Regions from separate parts of the Bombyx mori genome. Here region 2 is linked to region 1. Evidence: chromatin contacts called from public Hi-C data. All regions are on one chromosome and are shown on one strand. The core of a region is the stretch at or near the end of the contact, and the rest is flanking DNA. Distances in the headings are between cores, read along the strand shown. Region 1 holds the start of LOC101740695 (inhibitor of growth protein 1). Region 2 holds the start of LOC101745492 (regulator of gene activity).

Region 1 (5,156 bases), core at 1,263-3,762:
TTTCATAATTTTTCATAAAAATAAGATATAAATTAAAATAAGACATCACTTGAAGGTCTTAGTTACCAGGTCATAAAATACCATGTAAAAAAAAAATTGTACTTCTTATGCTACAACTAGGTACTCCACACTATGGGGGAACCCTCCATAATCCACACTTCTGCCCTCCATACGCAATGACGTTTGTTTGATTGACCAGGCAAAGAAAGCGAAAACCATATTGTAGAACAAAGACCCAAGCCATGTCTATTGTATTTATTTTTTTATGATTGACGGTTTACTGGTTGCCCAGAGGCCTTTCCATTTTCACCAGGACAGGTGGGCGAGCAAGGCTTAGCCAGGAGGGAGGTTTTCTATTGCATTCTATCCGAGAAGCAACTTCCAACGAATATTGTATAAACGGATCCCCAGGGTGGCGGCGACAATTGAGACAATTTACATCCACACGAAATAATATATTCTCTTTAGTACACGTTACGGTGGGTAGAATACGAATGCAACAGAGATATGCTAACCGTCGGTATTTATACAATCATCTTGACCTATTTTAATACAAACTGAGTAGGTAATATTAAACATTGATCATCTTAATTATTCTGCTGATTATTTACGTACAATTATTATTTAATAATATCGAATTATGTAACAAATAACATTAAGGCTTATTGCGCCGGAAGCTGTCAAGCGGAAAGCGCCAATAAAATATTATAAGTATAAAGAAAATATGAATGAACTATTTACTTTTTTTTTTTTTTTTTTTTTTTTTTTTTTTTTTTTTTTTTTTTTTTTTTTTTTTTTTTTTTTTTTTTTTTTTTTTTTTTTTTTTTTTTTTTTAAAAGCTGATAGCCCTAGCGGCTATTTCAGCGTAGCCTTAACTTTAGTAGGTGAGCTCACGGGGCTCAAACCTGACGATGTTGCTAACACGAACCCTAGCAAGAGTCGTGCTTCGCAGAATCTACCACCGGATCGGAAACGCGACACACTGAGAAGATCCGGCGAGAAACTCAGTGGGCTGTGTCTGAGAGTTAATTTACTCGTCGAGCCCTTCGTCGCAAGCGACGGGTTCGACGAGAACGGTGACCGGTGCTTGAAGTACCTAAAAGCACCGTTAGTGGATCAGGAGGATCCGAGATGACGTGTTTAGGGCGACGTCGACTGCTTTCCATTCTGTCCGCAGGATCGGGAATGTAGTTACCGGCGGCCACGATGAGAGGGTTCTCGTGTCGTGCCGCTTTATCGAAGTGGCGCATGGACGCCGACTGCAGATACTTACTGATGGACTCTAAGTCCAGGTCGTCATGGAGGACGACGTTCCTGACGAACCACGGGGCTCCGACGGCTATCCTGCAAAAACGGGATTGAATAATTTGAAAGGATTTTAAGTGTATGCGAGCCGCGTGAGCGAACACTACACTTGCATAGGTCATGACGGGGCGTATGCAAGTTTTGTAGAGTGTCACCTTATTTCTAAGGGACATTTTACTTCGCCTACATATCATCGGGTAGAGACGTCCTAGGATGAAGGCGGCACGATCGCGTACCGTCTTGATGTGGGGGCGGAATGTCATCCTACTGTCGAGGGTGACGCCTAAATATTTGACCTTCGGGGCCCACGGTATGGGCTGGTCGTACATCGTGATTGGGCGAACGGCGGGGGCGGGGGTGTTGACGCGCCTAGTCGGGAGAGGGATGCTCAGCGTGGTGTTCGGAGGGCGACCCCTTTTGAAGAGCACCGCTGTGCTTTTCGTGGGGTTAATGTCGATGCGCCACTTCCGGAACCACTGTCCCATGGTGGTAGCTGCGGTCTGAAGTCGTCGATGAAGCAACGCCTTCTTCCTACACGAGTAGTAGATGGCGGTGTCATCGGCGAAGAGCGCCAGATGGGTCTCCGGAGACCGGGGTATATCGTTGATATACAAACTGAATAGTAACGGGGAGAGGGCGGAGCCTTGCGGGACTCCGGCTGTGACGTGACGGGGCCGGGAACGCGTTCCCTCGACTCGATATCGGAACGAACGGTTCGACAAGTAGTCTCGTATGATGAGCACGAGTCTGTCTGGCACTCCCATGTTATACAGTTTGTATATCAAACCGTTGTGCCAGACTTTGTCGAACGCCTTCGCTATATCGAAGAAGAGGGCTCCTGTCGGAATGGGGGTTTTTATTTACTTGATTATGAAATTACTAATTATATTATAAGAATAATAAGTTCTATATATTTTCTAAGTTCGTAAATAATTTATTATGTGAGGCCGGAAGTGTTGCTCGATAACAATTGTTCTACTCCTGTGCAGTTTCAGAGTTGCTAAACGGTTAATAAGAAAACTAAATTAACAAATTAAAACAATTATTCACAAAACTTCACGACTCATGTTCCGAATTATTTGAAAAAATAGGAATAAAAATTCTGAAAATAAGTTTTATATAAATGGAACTTTTATTTTTAGCCTATTTCTGTGTGATGATCGTTTTTTTTTTGTAATTTCATTATTCAGTAAAACTTCTTCATTATTAAAACAATAGAAACTCTATGAATTTAACTTAAATCAAGTGTGTCAAAAAGAAAATAAATTTAATTACCTTTTTACAAATAATAAGTAAACTTATTACAAGTAATAAAAAAATTAAAATGATTCTTTTAAATATTTAACTAAAATCAAAATTTCATTTTTATTTTCAAGAATCTATTTAGATTTTATTGGGTTGTGATGTATGCATTGGGAGTATGTTTCTGAACAGCTTGTGTCACTGCCTGGAACAATCAACAAACATTTGAAACATTTCCGAACGCAAACGATGCTTGACGGGACTGTTCAGTTGTTAAATATAGTGAACTTGTTTTGCTTATTCGCTTTCGAAGTGTTTTTAGTGTAATTTATCTGATTACTATTATGAAAGGTCAATTTAGACTATAGCAATGTTAAACCAAACTTCGACTGAAGCTTTGCTTTCAGCCGCTTATGTTGAAAACTACTTAGATTGCGTAGAAAACCTTCCAAATGATCTTCAGAGACATTTATCACGTATGCGGGAGCTTGACGTAACATATAGGGGTAAATCACACATTTGTTACTATATTTCTTCAAATCAATAACTAATAAACCCTTTTCAATTCTGAATTTATATGTTTGAAATGTAAATTTGTTTCGAAACAGCTTTGTTGACGTTTTCTTTCAACCTAATTACGTATGCATTCCTTTGTATATTTTATGTTCTTAGCACCGAAATAGCCCAGGTTTTAGTTTTTAAATTACATTTCTATCAATAATTTTCAGTTTGTTTCACTTTTCGTGCATTTAGAGGTTATTGCAATTTGCCTTCATGCCCCTAATTTGTTAAATACTTTTGCTCACTAATCGATTTTTTTACTAATTAACTAGACTGAAGTTTAAATTTAAAGAAACCCCTATTAATATAGAAGTTCAATTTGATCCAATTACTAATAATGATTTGTATTTTTTAATGATTTCTTTAATAAAATTATGTTTCTCAACATTCTATAGTCATCAACGTATATAATATGATATACAGTTCTACGGTCATTTGAAAATCAAGATAGAAGAAGGACACAAAGCTGTTCTGTAATTGAAATTTATTTTTTCAACAGAATGTTTGCGTGAGGCAGAAAAGCATCTAAATATTTGTATAGGATCAAGCACAGAGGAACGCCGTCGAACCAGAGCTGCACTACGCCTACAAACAGTTTTAGTTGCTGCACAAGAGATAGGAGATGAGAAACTACAAGTTGTACAAATATTACAAGATCTCATCGACAACAAACAAAGGTCACTTGATTCTGATCACAAAAAATTATGTAAGTCAAATTTTGCCTTATATAGAAATGTAATTATTTAATGTAAATCAATTTAATTACAATATGTTATTGGTCTACCAACAGTATCTTGTATAGAAGTAACAACAAATGGCACTACAAAAGAAGAGGTGACTCCAACTCAAGATGTACTCTCCAAGACAGAGAAGGAAGCCAGTGTGTTAACAACTCCTCATCAAAACATAGCACCACCGCCTCCTCCAGAAAGAACAAATGAGAAAGAAAAAGAAAAAGTTGAGAAGGAAAAAGGCAGTGGTAGATATCAAATGCTGAATAATTTATTAATAATCTCTTAATTATTACTAATTTTTAATTAAATTCAATATTGTATCTACTCAAATACCTTGAATTACAGAAATCTATAAGTTCATTAAACCAAAGACTCCCCTCCATATTTTCTTACTGAGATGGGTTAACAACCTCATGACTCCCTGGGGTTAACCAAGGTGGTATTACTAACTTGTTTAATCTCACAATACCCTTTGATTTTGCGGAAATTTGAAGGCAATCAAATTGTATACCTAACAAAAAATATAATCAGAAGACAGCTTTAAATAAAATATTTCTGTTGGCGATGCAGCAATAACCCATTCTATATATAGTATTCTTATATAGACTATAACTATTCTACATTTATTGCTGTAATAAATTGCATCTTCTTTGTATAAAGTATTTACATATTGCAGTTTTACTATAGTATCACAACATGAAACATTTTAGAAAAAATCTAAAATACAGCAGTTATGATAGATTTAGTCAATGGTAATCTATTTCACACTTTATTTCAGGTGAACGGTGGTCAAAAAGACCACGTAGATCAAGAACAACAGCAGGTGCAATGACAGATGGAGCAGATTCCAGTGAACGAGATAGTGAGAGGCACACACACAACACAACACATAAGAAAGGTAAACTGAGCAAACTAATAAATCTTACATTTTTTTAATATAAAAATACATAACATTTGCTTTGTTTGTGTTCCAGGTATAGGTAAAAAGAAAAAACGCAAAGTCCGACAAACGACGCAACGTTCGGAGACGCCACCGGAAGAGCCAGATGCCATCGACCCCGATGAGCCTCGCTACTGTCTCTGTGACCAAATCTCATTTGGCGAGATGATTCTCTGCGACAACGACTTATGTCCTATAGAGTGGTTCCACTTCTCGTGCGTTTCTCTCACAACTAAACCTAAAGGGAAATGGTTTTGTCCCAAGTGTCGCGGCGACAGACCGAATGTCATGAAGCCGAAGGGACAATTTCTTAAAGAATTAGAAAGATACAACAGAGAGAAAGAAGAAAAAGCATAGTCTTCAAAGAATCATTA
Region 2 (5,156 bases), core at 1,145-3,644, 960 kb after region 1:
ACACTACCAACAAGACCTGAGCTCACTCTGCCTCCAACGCCACCAACTCCGCCACTAGCTAGGCTTCGAGGCACTTGTTGAAAATTCAAGTTTGCCATAACCTAAAAAAATAAGCCTTTTTACAATATGATATAATTATTGTAGGTAACATTGCCCTAAGCACGTCATTACGGATCTCCCGATCTATAAACGGTGCTTTTAGGTACCTTAAGCACCGGCCACCGTCCTCTCTGAACCTGCACAACCCACTGCTTGTGGCGAAGGGCTCAACGAGTAAATTAACCAATAAACACAGCCCACTGAGTTTCTAGTTGGATCTTCTCAGTGGAAGCTGAAATATCTCCCTCTGCTAGCCTCTCAAGGCTATCAGCATAGGTAGGGGAAAAGGATAACATCTTTATGCTACATTTACCGGAAACCTGACTTGTGCCTAGTGAATGCTTAGATTTAATTTAGTTTTGATCTAAAACATAAAACGTTTCTTAAGCAAAAATACCCATCTACTTGGTAAAAGTTCCTCTTAATAATATATAATAGATAAATGACTACACACAATGGACTATAATCATGTAGTGGACATATTTAATAATTTTACAGAGGTATTGTCAAGGAAGTGTGAGACGAAGTTGATGTAGAATAAAATTTATTCAGATTCATGCCTATTTCATTTACAATTTCAAATATTTAAATCGTGTTCCAATTTTATAAGCAGATATAATTTTTATTGCTCTTACATTATCAGTATCTGGTTCGTATTGTGATTTTAGAGTTCATTTATAAGAATAATTTTCACAATTTAAGTATTTTGCACAAGTAATTACAGTATGTTGACACAATGGTTATATTAAACGGAAAAGCAGTTAAATTCTGTGCCAATATGTGCAGAACCTCTGAATACAATGTTTGTTGTAAATCAGAAAATTTGTTATCAAGTTTGAGACAAAAGAGATCAATTTTGTGTGACTCAACTCTATGGAATATGGGCTATAAATATATAATATAAATAAAACTAATATTTAAATCATGGAGTAATCGGTTGTAAAGTAGTTGGAAATGTGAAAGAGAAAGTAGAAGGAATACTTAACTATATATGGAATTGCATGCTGCTTATTATTAATTTAAACTTTGGTTAAGTGTATGCATGACGTATGAGAGAGATGATAGTTGAAGAGCATCACAAAACTGTTTTCAGTTGAGCATATTATACAGTAGAGAGGATATGGAGAATGTATTAAAGATCAGTAAATGGCTTAGTTGCCCCTGTCAAACAATGGCGACAATTTTTGTTGTGATGTTGTTGGGCTCACTTTGAGAACGTTGTCAATATTTACCTATTATCAGTCCTTGTTCAACTATTTTATAAAGAATAAGAATGGTTCATAATCGCGTATACTCTGCCAAGATAAATATTTCCGCTTCGATGTAATAAACAAGATTTGTTGACTGTCCAATTTTGATGTTTTTTGTGCATTCAAAATTTTAAACACCAATATAAATGGTACATAAAACTGTCTTCGCGTAAAACGCTGCTATAAAACACTGTAAACTTGATACATCTTTACGTCACTGATAAATGTTTTAAAATTTTCATACGATTTCGCTGAACGCCACATTACCCTAAACAACAGGCGGCCATATTGTTAAAAGGTTGAAGAAGCAGACGGAAATTATCAAAAAGCTTCAAAACCAGGCCGTATGAATTAGTTTGTTAAAAAATAAAAATAGTTTTGACAATTTTATTAAATAGTTTAAATAGTATAAATCGTTTTGTCTCTTTATTATAGATCTGTCATTTAAAATTTATACTAATATTTTTAAGAATTTACAATAAAATTATTTAATTTACATTACTATACTACCCATACTAGTGCAATCCGTAGCATCGTTACTGTACATAAACCTGTAATACTGTACATAATACTGTGCTTAAACGTGTATTTGAGAGTTTTATAAGACTCTACAGCATAACTATAAGTAGCAAACCTGATCTTCATGAGTTTGGCTACTGTGCCTCGTAGAACTTCGTTTCTTCATTTCTTATCTTTGTTCAGAATTACTTTAAAAAATCTCTAAATTAGGATTAAAACAATTATTTTTTAACTTAAAGCCTTATTTTTTAAATAATCTAAACTTCACAACCATTATTTGAAAATTATAAACTACCCACCTCCCTTGTCTAAAACTAAACTATTCCTGCAAAGTGCCGGAAGCTTGGTGGATCATTCATCTTTCCTAATGATTCCGATAGGTGAACAGATGAATGGATCGGACGGTCTCATTATAATAAAACCCAACCAAAAAATATTTTAAACATAACTGAAAACGAGTTCGAGTCAGACATCTATTATCTTCCCTGAGGTGTTTTCTGTATCACTGTGAATACAACATTTCCGGCAGATTGGATGGCGTCTGAAAGCAATCTACGCACACATTACGTAGACTACAATCTAATGAAATTTAACTAGGTATATATAGCAAATATTTGATTCTTCGTCCTTTTCTAAATCTTACATTAGAAAATGAAAATTTTAAACAAGGAAAATGTATACGGTGTATAAGATTCAGATCTTCACGAATACTTGGATTTAGAAGCGATTCGTTAATATTTGAAGAGAACATCAGAACCTTTCTTTGAGGAAGCTGCACGGCGTAATAGCCCTCTTATCGTAGCCGCCGTAAATTACATTCCCGACCTATATGATGACAACGAACAATCGTCGTTGCCTTATTCGATCCAGGCCTTCGGCCTTCTTCAACCCAGTCTCAAGTACCCTCCACTAGCGTCGTAAAATCGAAGCTTAACTGAGAGTACTGAACCCCTATGACACTCACTGAGTTTCTCATTGAATCTTGATTCTTAACTGGTAGTAGATTCAGCGAAGCCAGAGCAGTGTTAACAATTTCTTTCAGGTAGAGGTCTGTGAGCTCGCCCACCACTGGCGTTGGTACAGATGGGTAGAAAATCGTTAAAAATACATTTTACCTAGTTCAAATTCACAATTTACAACAGCAGTTAAATTGTGGATTTCATTTCAAAACATTAACGAAAATATTTAAGGATCGGGTGCACATTGCTGTTATTGCAGATTTAACAAAGTTTCGACAACGGTCAGAAGACGGTCCTTCGGTGTGCTTAGTGCAAGTTTTTTAACTTCTCAATTGCGTAAAAGATCTCAAATTTGTATGTAGTGGAAACAGTGCCTCTGGCGGCAAACATGGGAACGCTATCTGATTCCAAAAATTTTATAATAGCTAAAAAAAGTTTATTATATCTTATTTACATAAATAGAACAAAATCAAAAAGTTTTTCTGCGTGCTTTATGACTAGCGACCAGAATACGGCCTCTGCCGACCTAGTTCTTATATCCTTTTCACTTACCGACATCGAGCAAAGAAGGATCGAGATGTATATATTGATTCATATTCTGAATATTTCAGAAAAAATTGTCTATGTCTGATCAATACTTTTTGGCAACACTAAGATCATATGATTGTTCAATAAAGAAGCACGTCTGATAGGCGTAGACTTCTTTCCCCGAGCCAGTCATTAATTTTCTGGCTCTATATCGGCCGTTTTTCGTGTTAGTGGTGTTAAAAATAAGCAGCAGCCATGGCGCTCAGCGATGCAGATGTTCAGAAACAGGTATTTGTTATAAACAAAACTGATTTATCTACAAAATCAAGTATTTTAAGGATTATATGTCACGATCATTGATCGGGATGTGCCATTGTAATTTCGACAACTCATAAGACTGCCTCGACTGGACTTCATGTTTTTGAGCATTATACTCCGTATTTTTGATCAGAATGTTTATATTTTTCAATTCAGATCAAGCACATGATGGCCTTCATCGAACAAGAGGCCAACGAAAAGGCCGAAGAAATCGATGCGAAGGCCGAGGAGGAGTTCAACATCGAAAAGGGCCGTCTTGTCCAGCAGCAACGTCTCAAGATTATGGAATACTATGAAAAGAAGGAGAAGCAGGTTGAACTTCAGAAGAAGATGTAGGTTTCCGTAAAACTAACATACAACCTTATGCATACTCAAAGAACATACGAACGAACAATCATGTGACCAAGCAGTATTGATTACGACTATTACGATTTCTCAAATTGAACATTCAATATGTATTAGGTGTTACAATAGAAAAGTCACAAAATTTCAAACAGAATAGAATTATCAAATAATCTAAAAAATTAGAAATTACGAATAGTAAAAATGAAACAATAATGAGATTTAATGTGACTTTTTATAGAGTAACTAATACATAATAATATAATGTAAATGACATTTTTGATTGACATGGGTGATCGTGACCACTAGCTATCAATCTCTTCATGCAGAGCCTTAAACAGTAAAAAAGAAGCATCACTTTAAAAACATAAAATATTGTGATGCAATTACATTTAAATAAAATCATCAATGAAAAGATGAAAAAAATTCAATTAATTCTATCCAGTATAACTAGTAGTTATAAAATTTAGACAACCACATTTAGAGAAAAACTTCACATTCAAGTTTTACATTGGTTGTGTGAATTGATTATAAAAGTGATAAATGGGATGGAATAATAAAATATAATTATTTAGATAAACATGATATCTTTTCAGAACACTAACACTTTGACATTCTTGTTCTGGGAATGACTTCATTATAAATGAAGATTTAATTATAATTCAAAATAATCTACAGTAGAGTTCAGAATATTTGTTTAAAAAAAATTGAAATGGGCAGATATAATTTCTTTTTAGGTTAAAAATCCATGCAATGTACTTAATAGTATTTATATCACTGAATGGATGATAAGGTCATTACACAAACTCACTATCTTGATAGATAGTTCTGATAAGAAAATCTTAGAAACACTTTTAACATAGCATTTTTTGTCTTAAAATTTAATGTTCTAAACATTTGTCTATGATAATAATGAGTAAAAACAAGAAACAAAATTAAAATTTGAAAAAAATACCAAATTAAAAAATTACTAAAAACCAAAGTCATTAGACTTGCGCAAAACATCACTTCTCAATGTAATGTGATATGACATCACTTTTACAGACAGGTGATATTACTCGAAAACATTACACATCACTCTTAACATTACTCGGTGCGTTCAATAGATACTGTGACGAATACATTGTATCTATACACCCGA

Evidence for each region. Hi-C and Micro-C count contacts between places; a contact is called where the count stands out from the background.
Region 2: a Hi-C map of whole pupa shows a contact between it and region 1, with 2.6 times the contacts expected there. The contact joins the promoter of LOC101745492 here to the promoter of LOC101740695 in region 1. A contact is called at or near these places in 2 of 7 Hi-C or Micro-C datasets (posterior silk gland and whole pupa).

Annotation. Positions count from the first base shown.
Region 1 is chr7:6,459,856-6,465,011 of ASM3026992v2, forward strand. It overlaps LOC101740695 (inhibitor of growth protein 1), which reads left to right and starts at 2,513. Exons shown (of 5, transcript XM_004931249.5): 1 at 2,513-3,053; 2 at 3,608-3,814; 3 at 3,899-4,087; 4 at 4,621-4,740; 5 at 4,817-5,156. The coding sequence starts at 2,918. The coding sequence ends at 5,139.
Region 2 is chr7:7,420,582-7,425,737 of ASM3026992v2, forward strand. LOC101745492 (regulator of gene activity) reads right to left here and starts at 2,395. Exons shown (of 9, transcript XM_021351388.2): 1 at 1,984-2,395; 2 at 1-101. The coding sequence starts at 2,034. It overlaps LOC732990 (vacuolar ATP synthase subunit E), which reads left to right and starts at 3,504. Exons shown (of 5, transcript NM_001046986.1): 1 at 3,504-3,643; 2 at 3,830-4,005. The coding sequence starts at 3,611.